Linked DNA regions of Danio rerio: region 1 is linked to region 2. The links are chromatin contacts, called in public HiChIP or PLAC-seq maps. All regions are on one chromosome and are shown on one strand. The core of a region is the stretch at or near the end of the contact, and the rest is flanking DNA. Distances in the headings are between cores, read along the strand shown. Region 1 holds the start of LOC110438334 (amphoterin-induced protein 1). Region 2 holds the start of arfgef2 (ADP-ribosylation factor guanine nucleotide-exchange factor 2 (brefeldin A-inhibited)).

Region 1 (5,738 bases), core at 2,377-4,876, 420 kb after region 2:
AGGATTTAAAGGCGTTAGAGGACCAATGACAGAGTTTATATTTGTTGTTGGGAGACTGTTCAGGCAGAGCGTCACTTCTGCGGCAATGGTGCTGCAGTTACAGAAGTGCAATGGAAGTCAGTGGTTCAGAAATGAAGGCTAAACGGGCATCTCTGCAGTTGCAGCTGAGGCAAAGCTTTACTGCTGCAGCAGTGGTGCAGAGGGAAAATAAAGCTCGGCAAAGCGTCTCTGCTGTTGCAGAGGTGCAGTGATACTCAGTATTGGAGCCCCACACGGAAATGTTAAATACTATCAGCAGTGATATGCAGAGATGAAAGTGAAAAAGGGGCTCAGATAGAGCATCACTGCAGTTGCAGTGGTGTAAATGGTGTGTATAGATCAGCGGAGCACCTCAACAGTCGGTATTGGAGTTTTGAGTGCTCCCGCGGTAATGTAAATTACTTAGCGGATCGTTTCTGCAGCTGCAGCTGCAGCCGTGTAGTGGGTCAGTATGGAGGCAACTTGTGCTCCCGCAGAAGCATTTACTCCTGTATTAGTGCTGGGGAGTGCAACGATAGTGGTATTTAGAAAAATTGTTAGTGTATGAGAGCTCATTTAGAGCGTTGCTGTTGCAGCAATTGAAACTCGAGACAACCCCTGAATTGGTCGGAGCTGTGGTGAATGAAAGTGAATAGAAGTAAGGGATAGTTCAAATTTGGAGAGAAAAAAAGTTAAAGCTGGAAAAACGGGGGAAGGGTAGTGAAGGAGCTCCTATGTTAGTAGGAAGTGAAATAGGAAGAAAATGACAGAGTCATACTTATACCCAGGAATGCATGATGGTGGAAGTCGGCTGGAGAGGATCGGCTGGGCTTCCCTGAGGTGGTATTGCTCTTTTGTGGTGTAAAAATGCTAAGAGGTTTAGAATGGGTGTGTGAGGGAGCGAATATCATCCTGCATCCTGCGATTCTTCATCCTGTAAAGTTAGATCAGATATGGTTTGGTGTATTGTTGGATTGAAAAGCCATGTTTTATTTCAGAAAACTTCAAAAATGAAAAAAGGCTAGTGTGAATATGGCATCGAAGGTGTGGGCTATGTGAGTGAAAAAGTATCATTTTCAAAGAGTGTGAATGTATTTAGAAATGGATGTGGAGTGTAATAGGTTGGATGAGGGTCAGCTTCTGCAGCCGGCTGATATGACCTCTGAAATGAGATAAACAAGAGAGAATCAAAAATGAAATTATTACAACATGGTACAGGTACGGCTAACACAATGAATTGTTTTAGCTGATATCCATGCGGGGCATCTTAATAAGGGCATGGGCAACTGTTAATGGAAGCACCTTTTGTTAATGCATGGTACACTAGCCAAATTGTCACAATGTGCAAAGATAGTAGAGGTGGGCATTCGTCCCTCCTACAGGATGGCAGATTGATGGGAAATCTGCTCGTCCGGGGGTCCTGATGTACCTCTTGAAGACTGAGTTTATTCACAATGTAATTTATTTTTATGTTATTTATAATAACGTTAAATGTTATAATAATGTTATAATATAATATAATATTATAGATGATTATAATAATGTTAAATTATAAATAATACATATTTATTTATAATGTTATAATGTTTAAATAGTTTATTTTTATATATAATGATATAGACCCAAATGTTGGGGACAAAATGTAATTTCAAATAAATCTAGACAAATAACTCAATGGTTTCATTTACTCTTGCATGACCTTATATTTTGTCAGATGTCATCTGACATCTGAAATAACCTAACATTTTCGATTACATTGTGAAAATTACATTTGTATATACAGGGTACAAAGAGACCTCGACACTCCTGACAAAAACATCTCTGATCTCCTGCCTGACACTAGGGCGCACACTTTAATAAATCAAAATTTCTTTTATAGATTTGACATTCTGAATGTTTTTATCAATAATTGGCTTGAACGTTTTTCACAGGAGAAACTTAAAAGGTCAGTGAAGTATTGATTTCAGTATAATAAGTCAGAATATGTTAAATGGTTTGTTGTCACAGAAAATGTAACACTTCACCTGAATCCTCCGTCAGATAATTCCCCACGCATTCAGAATTTCACGTGCCTACATCATGTGAATGTGGAGTAGATCAGTTGTGTGAAGCTGTCTCCAGTCATTTTCTGCAGAACTGTAAGACATATCATAGTGTTTGGTCTTGTGTGTGTGGGCGCACTCTTTGCTTCTGTCAGTGTGACTGCTGCCAGCTGTATCTACGCCGTGTGTCATTGTTTCTGAAGAGATGCCACCCTAACAGAATGGCACTATAAAAACAAACATCCTAATTCCATTTCACACTTTTAGATTTGTCACACATGCTTTGACTGATTACCTCGTACTGACTCCAAGATTGTGCTTTCCATTCCAAAGCATGCTTTCTTAGGCCTGATTTTGCATCCAACAATAGATTTACAAACAAGCTTGGACATAAATTGAAGGTGCCTGTAATATTTTATTTGCAAAGGGTGGGGTAATCTAAAGGTTAACCTTAATCGAAAAAGTCTACTAATGTACTAATGTTCATGTAGTCAAATTAAATCTGAACTGGTGTATAAAAATAGACATTCAAATGATATAGATGAACTATCATCCAGATGTACAAGATGATGACAGTGTTGGTGACACACTGCCAAGGCCGATGGAGAAGCATAAACAAACCAAGACCGATGCAGTGTGACAGCAGTCAGCTCCCTCGGGACCACCATGACCAAGACAACAGCTGCCAAACGCTGCCTGGCAGCGGAGATGAGGGGGAGTCAAAGCTGAGGTCTATAAGCTGACTGGTACCTCATTCTACACAAACAAATTCTCTCTCATCCAAGTCCAAATGTTTTGATGATTTTCATGAAATGCTAGACGTTACAAACACAGCATTTGAAATCCTGTTAAGGGATAGAAAAAATGGAAATGGAAAAAAAAAATCCAGAGAGGATTAAAGAACCAAACAATCGAAGAGGGAGAGAGACCAAGAGAGAGAAGGATAGAAAGAGAGAGTCATATCGGGAATAATCACAGTGTGAGAGGGAGAGACGTGAGGCGGTGCTCTGAATAGGAAACAGAGGGAAGGATAGAGATTAGTGCTGCACTCTCTGGGCTCATCACTCAATGAAAGGACACGCTGCAAACAACAAGGGCGCTCAGCCTCAGGAGAATCGGGAAAGGTGCGAGTTTGCTTTTAGGGATATTTACATAAAACTTACTGGACTTTCTGGAGGTTTCCAGGTCAGGATACTTGGTTTGAACAACTTCTTACTATGGATTGTTACAGCTAAGTCAGAACCGAGGAACCAGATTCAGGAAGGTTCTGAGTGACTGGTAGGCTTTCCTATGTATGCTGTGTTAACGGAGTATGTTAACCAATTAAAATACCTATCCTTAAACATAAATGTAAACACAGTAATTGAGGACTTTTTTTAGTTGGCTTAGTCCATTCCTTGCCCCAGATTCCGCCATCTGCTGATGTCCATCTGTGAAATGCTGGAGGATATGACAGATGTAAAACAACATTTGTAGGATTTAACCGTAGAGCTTCCTGTATCGAGTTCATCTCCAACTGTGCCAGCATTGTTCCTGATGTAATCCTTTTTACGTGCAACCAAAAGAATGACCTCGACATCTTGCATGGTTTTGATCCTGCTCTCAGTTCAGTTTTCAGGAGCTAGTTGTCCTCAGGGCTGCTTGTGCACATCTGACATACTGAACTGTGGCTCTTTGGGTCTGGATAGATTTCCCAACCCGCTTCCGTTCACAACTTCTGTCCTGGACCTTAGTCATAATAGACTAACATGGCTGGCAGCCGGCAGCTTCTACGGACTCCCAAGGCTGCAGACTTTGCATATGTCTCATAACCGCATCTCCTTGCTTAGCCCAGGAGCTTTCCATAACATTACTAGTCTACGATACCTGGACCTCTCTTCCAACAAATTGCAAGTAGTGGGGAAGTATCACTTCCAGGATCTGCAAGCCTTGGAGGTGCTCCTGATGTACAACAACCGTCTTACACGTGTGGAGAGCAACACTCTAATGGGTCTAAGCAATCTTAGAAAGGTTTACTTCAGCCTGAACCAAATCACAGACTTCCCGTTCTTCTCGATTCGCAAGCACAGCCACCCCAGTCTGGTAACGCTGGACCTCTCTTCAAACCGCCTGTTTCGCTTGCCAATGGATGACATTGTGCTGTTGCCTGTCGCTGTGCAAAAAGGCCTGTACCTGCACAACAACAGCCTGGAGTGTGATTGCTCTCTATACCGCATGTTTTGGCACTGGGAACAGAAGGGCTACCAAAGTGTGAAAGACTACAAGGATAACTACAAGTGTCTGATGTACGGTGAGCCTCAAGTCTCGATTAATTTCATGCGCTCTTTGCATTTCTTTGAGAATTGCACAGTTGGGAAGATGATATCCCTGATATCCCCGAAGGCTGATAAAGTTGTTTACGAGGGTGAACAAGTGCGGTTGGACTGTACGGGGACACTAAACGGAGAAGACCTGTCCTACAGCTGGATTATTCCTCACCAAGAGAACATCTCGTATCTGATCCAGAACGGGACTCTACGTCTCAATCAAGATGGTAGCTTGGATATTCTTGCCGCCCAGTCTGTAGATTCAGGGATTTACCAGTGTACTGCTGTCGATAACACAAGGATGATCAATGAATCCCGAGAAGTGAACTTAACTGTGGTAGCCCAGCACTCCACAGAGGAGACATTCAACACCGGCTACACCACTCTTTTAGGCTGTGTTGTGACCCTTGTCCTGATATTGATGTATTTGTATTTAACCCCATGCCGTTGTGGTTGCTGCAAACCTCCTCCTCCATCTCCAGCCATCTCATCCTTTGGGGAAAACCGCTGCAATCTGGCCTCTATATTTGCTGCTCCCTCAACCGATCGGCTGAAAAGCAAGTCTCAGTCCGACAGGCACGTAGTGTTCCTTGAGCCACTCATGGCTGGGAAAAATGGCCATCCAAAAGCTGCATTTGTTGTTGAACAGCCAGCAATTGAATGGGACACTGAAAACTTCACGATTTTTAGAGAAAGAAATGACTTCGAGTAGCTAACTTGTGACCTTAAAATCCTGCTTGTTTGAATCACTGGGACAAGCAACACGAATTAATGTCATAATTCTCTAATAAATTACTTTGTTCCTCAGATTTGAAGGCTGTCTTCTGTCTCACAGTGTGCAGTGATACTTTTTTATGCTGAATGAGTGGGAATATACAGCAAATGTATCATCTGAGCATGTGTATTGAAGTAGGAACGTCTCTGAAAGGTTGAAAGCTCAGTCATGTACAAAAGATTTTTGGATTGCCATGACAATATCGACATGACAACAAGATATGATGACCGCAAGCTGTTCATGCTAGTTTCCAGAAACTCCTTTAAAAGGCTGTCAAAAACATCTAGGTGCTGAAGATACACTATAATCAGGCAGGTCATTTCTGTAATCTAAATTCTCAACTAAAAGCTTTCAATCTAGAGCCATTTAAGATCGAGGTTTAATCCCTTCAATTGCGTCATTAACATTAGATACATTTAATCCCGCATGTCAAAATAACATGGTCGCAAAGTTCTAAAACCATGTAAATAAGCACAAATGAATGCGTTATGAGCTCACAACTAGTGAATACCTCTAGGAGGAGAGAAGATGGAAAAGTGAAGGCAATGTAGTGATGTCTGTTTATGTGAGATATTATTCATCTCAGCACTTTGCATT
Region 2 (6,520 bases), core at 3,352-5,851:
TTTTGTGACACTGCCATGAAATAGGAAATATTGGTTCCAATAGCATACTACTATTTAGAAATGGTATACGTCCAAATTTCGATTTTGATACGATTTCAATTATTCACACACACCTAATCTAAACAATATTTTGTGCAAAAAATAGTATATAAATAAATCTATAAAAAGCACTGGCAGCTCTGTACCCACTTTTCATAATTTTCCTGGCCGTTAAGATAATCCCAGTGAATCCCGAGATACTTACCAGTTATTTTTCACACATACCAACAATCTCTTCAAAATAAAAATTAATAATATTGAATAATAATTAATTTTTTAACATTAATACCGAGTCATTATTTCGTTCTTTGACATTCAGGAATAATCGACAAATGTATCATTATTCATTATCAGACAGGTCCCAGGCCATCTGCCACCAACAGGAAACTGAACTTAAGCAATAACACATTTCACAACATACATACACACAATATTCTATGAACAGCGTTTTAATGAGAAACTGTAGCGGTGTCACATGTATCCAGGTAGAGCAACAAAAGCACACTAAGTGAATACTTAAACTTTATGTAAGTAGTGAATCCGGGTGACCGGTGGACTGTGTAAACAGGTCTGTATGGTAATCAGCCTCATTCACTCACAAGACAGGCTAATGAGGGAGTGTCTGTTTGACTGTACTACATCTGAGAGCCTTCAAACAAACCCACGATGAAGCAGAATTATTTTAATAGAAAAATGCCTGAGCACTATACAGCTCTTCAGGGTCAAAAATACCAAACTACATGAGTGCAGAGTAAAGCATAACGTTTTTTTTATTTCGTTCAAATTAGATTTAGATTGACAATACAGAACAAAGGTTAGAGTTTGGAAAGGCTCACGCAGAAACAGGATCCGCCTGTCTCAACATGTGCTCATTAACCTAGTAAATAAGTAATGGAGCGCAGGCGGGACGAGTCAAATGAGTCTAACCTGCATTGCCAGCTTACTTATAAAAACAGGAAATTATTTTGTGGAAAATATTAAACAACCAGGAATTCAGAGAGACTTGTGGATGTTTGATATGAAATATTAAAAAAAAAGAACTAATATTTATTTTTTACAGAAAATTGTCTTCAGTGCAACTTCAAATAAGGTATTGGGTCATTTGTTTGGTTTCCAACAATAATTAAAATATCTAAACATATCTAATTAAAATACAGGTTTGTATTCAACACAAATTGAACTACAGCAGAATTGAACTTTTTAGGTCAACAACCATTTTAATAACATGAATAAAAGCCTGTTAAACAGCAAGGAAAAGCAGTTTTATTCACTTTGTGTAGCAAAAAGATATCTTTTTTTAAGTAAAAGCTAGATGTTACAAAATTCAACATTATAATACATCTTGATACTGATCAGCACGACTGATTTTGTTATCATGGGCATGAAAATACAGTTTATAGATATTATTTATACTTTTAAAGTGTCTTTTAGGATTATTCAGATTGTTGGATTCACAGTGGTGAGTAATGTCAACCTTGCCATGGAAAAAAAAAAAAGTTTTCACCAAAATAGCGAAACCCTATGTGCATTTTTTGAGTAGGCTTGTATTTCACAGTACTGTAAAATACTCAAAAATATCCCTGTCAATGTTTTAAACAATTATATTTGACTTACCAAAGTCGCACAAGTGGCAACTTTCATCTGTCATATCCATAACAGTGGGATGTCACATCCGTAACAAAGCTTTTTCCTTGTGAATGCAATAGTGTAAAATGAAATAAAATCAATCATGTTTGTTCTACAGAGCCAACTCCTATCATTTTGATTAGCATTGTATCTTTTGTGTTGTGCAGTTAAATTCACAGAATTTCAATGAAGTATGTTGTATACTGTAAACTTGCTTCTTTGGTCACATCCATAATGCATGCTTATTTTCCTCATTTAAAATAAAACAAATGTTCACAGATTGACATTTTTTTCGATCCCATAACTCTGTGGTGAGTGGGTTTGGAAAATATAAACAGATGTTTCAATATAATGTTAATGTTTTGAGATTTAACTGCAAATGCCACATCCATATCTCTGGAACTGCTCTGGTGTTCATCACAGCAACAAATTCTAGAAAAAAATCATTTAAATAATAAAATGTTAAACATAAATATTTTCACATGCATGTTACTTCGGCCTATGACATGACTGCGATGTAACTGTAAATTTTTGGGATTTTTTAAGTTTAACTGCTGCTGAAAATTACCTAGAAAATGTATTAATCTTAGGTCAAATTAATTTATCAGATTAGCATATTAAGGGTTTTATTAATAGAGTTAATAATTTATAAAGCTCACATTTATTTATTTTTTAACTAACATTAATAACTTCAGTGACATTTTTAGCTTAGTTTCTCAATTTTGATGTTAGTTAATACATTAACCAACTTTCTCTTACGAGAGTTAATTTAAAAGTGTTTCCTCTTGTACTTTATAAAGCATTTGCAAATTTTAAAATTAGCATTTGAAACATTTGTTTACTCTGCACATTTATATGCAATAAAGATTGAGGTAAACTGGCACATTCGTTCAGTGAGAACTTATGACATGCTCCCTATACTGTTTGCCATGGTACTCTGAATATTGGGTCTGAAATCACATGCAAGTATGGCTTCAAAACAGCATCAGCCCAATTATTTGACTGTGACATAAGGATCCTCAGATCAGGATTTTTGCAGCCGATACCATGTACCGATTCTTTGCCTAGGTGATCAGCCGATACAGAGTACCCATTCTAATTTTTCAATCTTATAATTACAATGCATATAATTATATAAAATAATCTAATACATATTTAAAAACTGACAAGAAAAATTAAAAACAATGGAATTTGGAAACAATGCAGATGATGATAATAAAATAATTCAACATGTCTCAATCAAGAAAAAGTTTGGAGTGTATATTTGAAGAAGTTAAAATGCACACCTAAAAATCCACTGCTTCTTTACTAAACTACTGTTTATTGCGATAAGTATATTACTAGAAGTTATATTATTAACTATTCAAACCCCTGCGATCGGTTCATAAGATCGGCCAGATAGGAGAGCACCGATCGAGTCATTAAATGTGATTAACGGCCGATCCATTGGAGCATCCCTACTGTGAACAAGGCTGTACTTTCTTATTCTGATAGAGGTAAAGTTAGTTTTATATTCGCACATTCGTTCATTTAGAAGTCTCTATATTGTTTACCATATTACTTTGAATATTCAATCAGAATTAGCATGCAAGTATGACTTCAAAACAACATTAGCATAGTGCTAATTGACTGTGAACAATGTTTGATAGTCATTGGCTGCCTATATGATTTCCCTATTTAGATTTTTGGAAAGAATACTTTTCTGAAACTATCTTCTTTTTAAGGAGAACGTCTGAATATCCGAATATAAAACCAGCTTTACAACTATCTTATTCACTGGCTGCTAAAATGATTTCACAATTAGGACTTTGTAAAGAATACTTTTTTGAAATTATATTATTAATGAGAATGATCTAATGTGTGAATATAAAACCAACTTTTCCTCAATACAATAAAACAAAACATACAATTGTTTTGTAATTATAATAACTGTTGAAGTAATCATGTTTACAGCTTATGGCGATCTCAAGATAACACCATATACTGTGTTATAAGCTTGTGAAATGATCACACTTTTGACAAGAAATTTGATACTGTCATATGACCAATGAATGCTGGTAGTACCCAACATTGTGCATGGAAAAAAAGGTCTGTCACACCTGAATGAAAATAGCTCTTTTTTTAAATTTATGAAGAACTAATCCTTTAAAATGCCACTCAAAATTCAGCAAGCGATCCCAAATCAATAATTAAGCAGTGAATCGCCAACCTGTCAAGTCTACACCACACATGATTAACAATACAGCAGCTGATTCCTGCTAACAGAACATGCTAACAGCTCCGCGTAACCAAAACAAAACCCAGACATGCCGCTTTCTCTTTAGTCAACATCTCATTCATCCCTAATAAAGCATTATACAGCCGATGTACAGCATGGCAATGACAAGCGGAGGTAAAATTACACACAACAGATTCCTGGCAGTGACGTGTGCTGGGTGACGTTAGCTGGCTAACCCGACTTTACTGTTAATTTAGCATTTCATGGAGCATCTCAAAGGTGTGTGTTTCGATGCCTAAGAGGAGATAAATGAAGAAAAGGCTTACCTAGCGCCACTTGACAAGCCTTGCGCAGCTGGTTGTGCTGGCTCCGCTTCACCTCTTTATCCGCGAGGATTTTCTCCAGCGCCCGAGACAGAAACATGCTCTTGGTGCTCAGGCTTTCTGTCTGCGTATGCCGTCGATGTGTTGCCAGCGCTTCCTGTTCTTTCATCTCTCGCTCGACGTGATTTTAGTGGTCCGTCAGGCCGTCATCGCTGGCCCGTTCCCTGCGGTTTGGCAGGGGCGTGAAGGTGCCAGAAGGGGCCGATGTTGTCGCTGGTTCCGTCGGGGCCAGTTGGACGCTGCTCTCTCAGCACTGCGTCGCCATGTTGGCCGCACGTCACGTCACGTGATTCGCGGGCGCTTACACTGATGTGTACATCCAGAACACGACTTGGTGGAGGTGGAGATGAATGGAGGGTCAGTTTGTATTCGCGCACAGATAGCATGTGCTGTATGGGTCAGAAAAAAGCATGCAGTTTAAAAGCATGTACACTTTTTGGCGTAAGAATGTAATTTATTTGACGTTACCTCTCTTAAATGAAATTAATTATAACTTCATTATATTGAAATATATGATAGTGTTATATAAAGCAATAATAATTGCAACTATCAATATATATATATTTTTTTTATTAAATAAAATCAATGTCAATAATATATATGTCAATCATTTTTAAATATGAATTTGTATGCATACTGTAAGTTAATAAATGTATTCTTTTTTGTATTTATTTTTCCAAACAGATACATTTCCTTTACAATAAAAACAAATAACATATTGCATAAATAATTTTAAAATATGAATATATATGATATATCTACACCAATACGTATTAAGAAAATGTTTGCCAATGCCACAGCCTTGCGTTTGAAATGTAAAAAGATAAAGGTACATTCATTCATTGTTTTTGGGACTGTGACAAAATTTTGCCATTTTGGAAGAAAATACACAATCTATTTGAAAAGTATACTTAAGCAAAATTTTGATACGACTACAGCTTTGTATTTATTGTACCTTAATGCAAACAGTCTGTTTGAAAAAGATGCATTACAGTTATTTACTGTCCTGGTATGTTTAACTAAAAAAAAATAAAAAATCTGCATCAAAAGCTCCATCTTTCAAAATGTGGATATCATGAATTGCTACATGGCTAACATTAGAAAAAACTTACATATGACAAACAAAAAAATTGGACAGATTTTGGTCAATTTGGTCTCCCCGTTGGGAAGATTCCTTGTTATTGATTTACAAATTTTTGTTTAATCTCCACTATAAGACTGCTCTAAAATGGTGTGATTGTACTTTATTTTTATCCATTTATTAATTTTTTTATATTAATTTCTTTCTTATTTTCAATTTTAAGACTGTAAACTCATTTATACATTTATACATTTTCACATTAATATTTTGTGAATATGGGCATACAATATATTAAAAGAGATTTCTTCAACACATTTCTAAACATAATAGTTTAATAACTCATTTCTAACAACTGATTTCTTTTATCTTTGCCATGATGACAGTAAATAAATATCTAGTATTTTACTAGATATTTTTCAAGACACTTCTATACAGCTTAAAGTGGCATTAACTAGGTTAATTAGGTTAACTAGGCAGGTTAGGGTAAATAGGCAAGGTATTGTATAATGATGGTTTGTTCTGTAGACTATCAGAAAAAAATATAACTTAAAGGGGCTAATTATTATGACCTTAAAATGGCTTTTAAAAAATTAAAAGACTGCTTTTATTCTAGCCGAAATAAAACTATTAAGACTTTCTCCAGAAGAAAAAATAATACCAGACATGCTGTGAACATTTTTGGTAAACATCATTTAGCAAACATTTAAAAAAGAAAAAAAAATCAAAGGGGGGCTAATAAATCTGACTTCAACTGTATGTCATTGTATAATCTTGTATGCTTGTCTGTATATGCTTTAATAAAATAAATAAATAAATAAATAAATAAATAAATAAATAAATAAATAATATAGCATTAGCTACAATTCTGCATAGAGTAGGAAAAATATAAGTGTCATTCCTACAATTCAGAGCCATTTCAGGGTAGTAACTGTCCGTGACAAAATGTTACATTTTCCAGGATTTTATTATTTCAGTTGAAGGAGTACTTATTAAATATACTGGTCCAGCTCAGGATATTACGGTTTAGCAATTTTTACAGAATTTTAACACAGGCCAAATGTCCCCCTGTTCCATGCAATATTATTTATTAAATGGTATTTCTAAATGGATGCAGTGCAATATTTAAGCAAAACAATAACAGGGTGGACAGTAACAAGAGTGACATTTCTTGCA

Evidence for each region. HiChIP or PLAC-seq counts read pairs in DNA pulled down with a chosen protein or histone mark.
Region 1: a contact with region 2 is called in an H3K4me3 HiChIP or PLAC-seq map of embryo, with 9 times the contacts expected there. The contact joins the promoter of LOC110438334 here to the promoter of arfgef2 in region 2. A contact is called at or near these places in 1 of 18 Hi-C or Micro-C datasets (an unstated tissue) and 1 of 4 datasets of contacts at active chromatin or transcription factors (embryo).

The regions. Positions count from the first base shown.
Region 1 is chr23:22,370,585-22,376,322 of GRCz12tu, forward strand. It overlaps LOC110438334 (amphoterin-induced protein 1), which reads left to right and starts at 3,627. Exons shown (of 1, transcript XM_005162115.6): 1 at 3,627-5,181. The coding sequence starts at 3,627. The coding sequence ends at 5,078.
Region 2 is chr23:21,950,530-21,957,049 of GRCz12tu, forward strand. arfgef2 (ADP-ribosylation factor guanine nucleotide-exchange factor 2 (brefeldin A-inhibited)) reads right to left here and starts at 4,602. Exons shown (of 39, transcript XM_002666467.7): 1 at 4,210-4,602. The coding sequence starts at 4,375.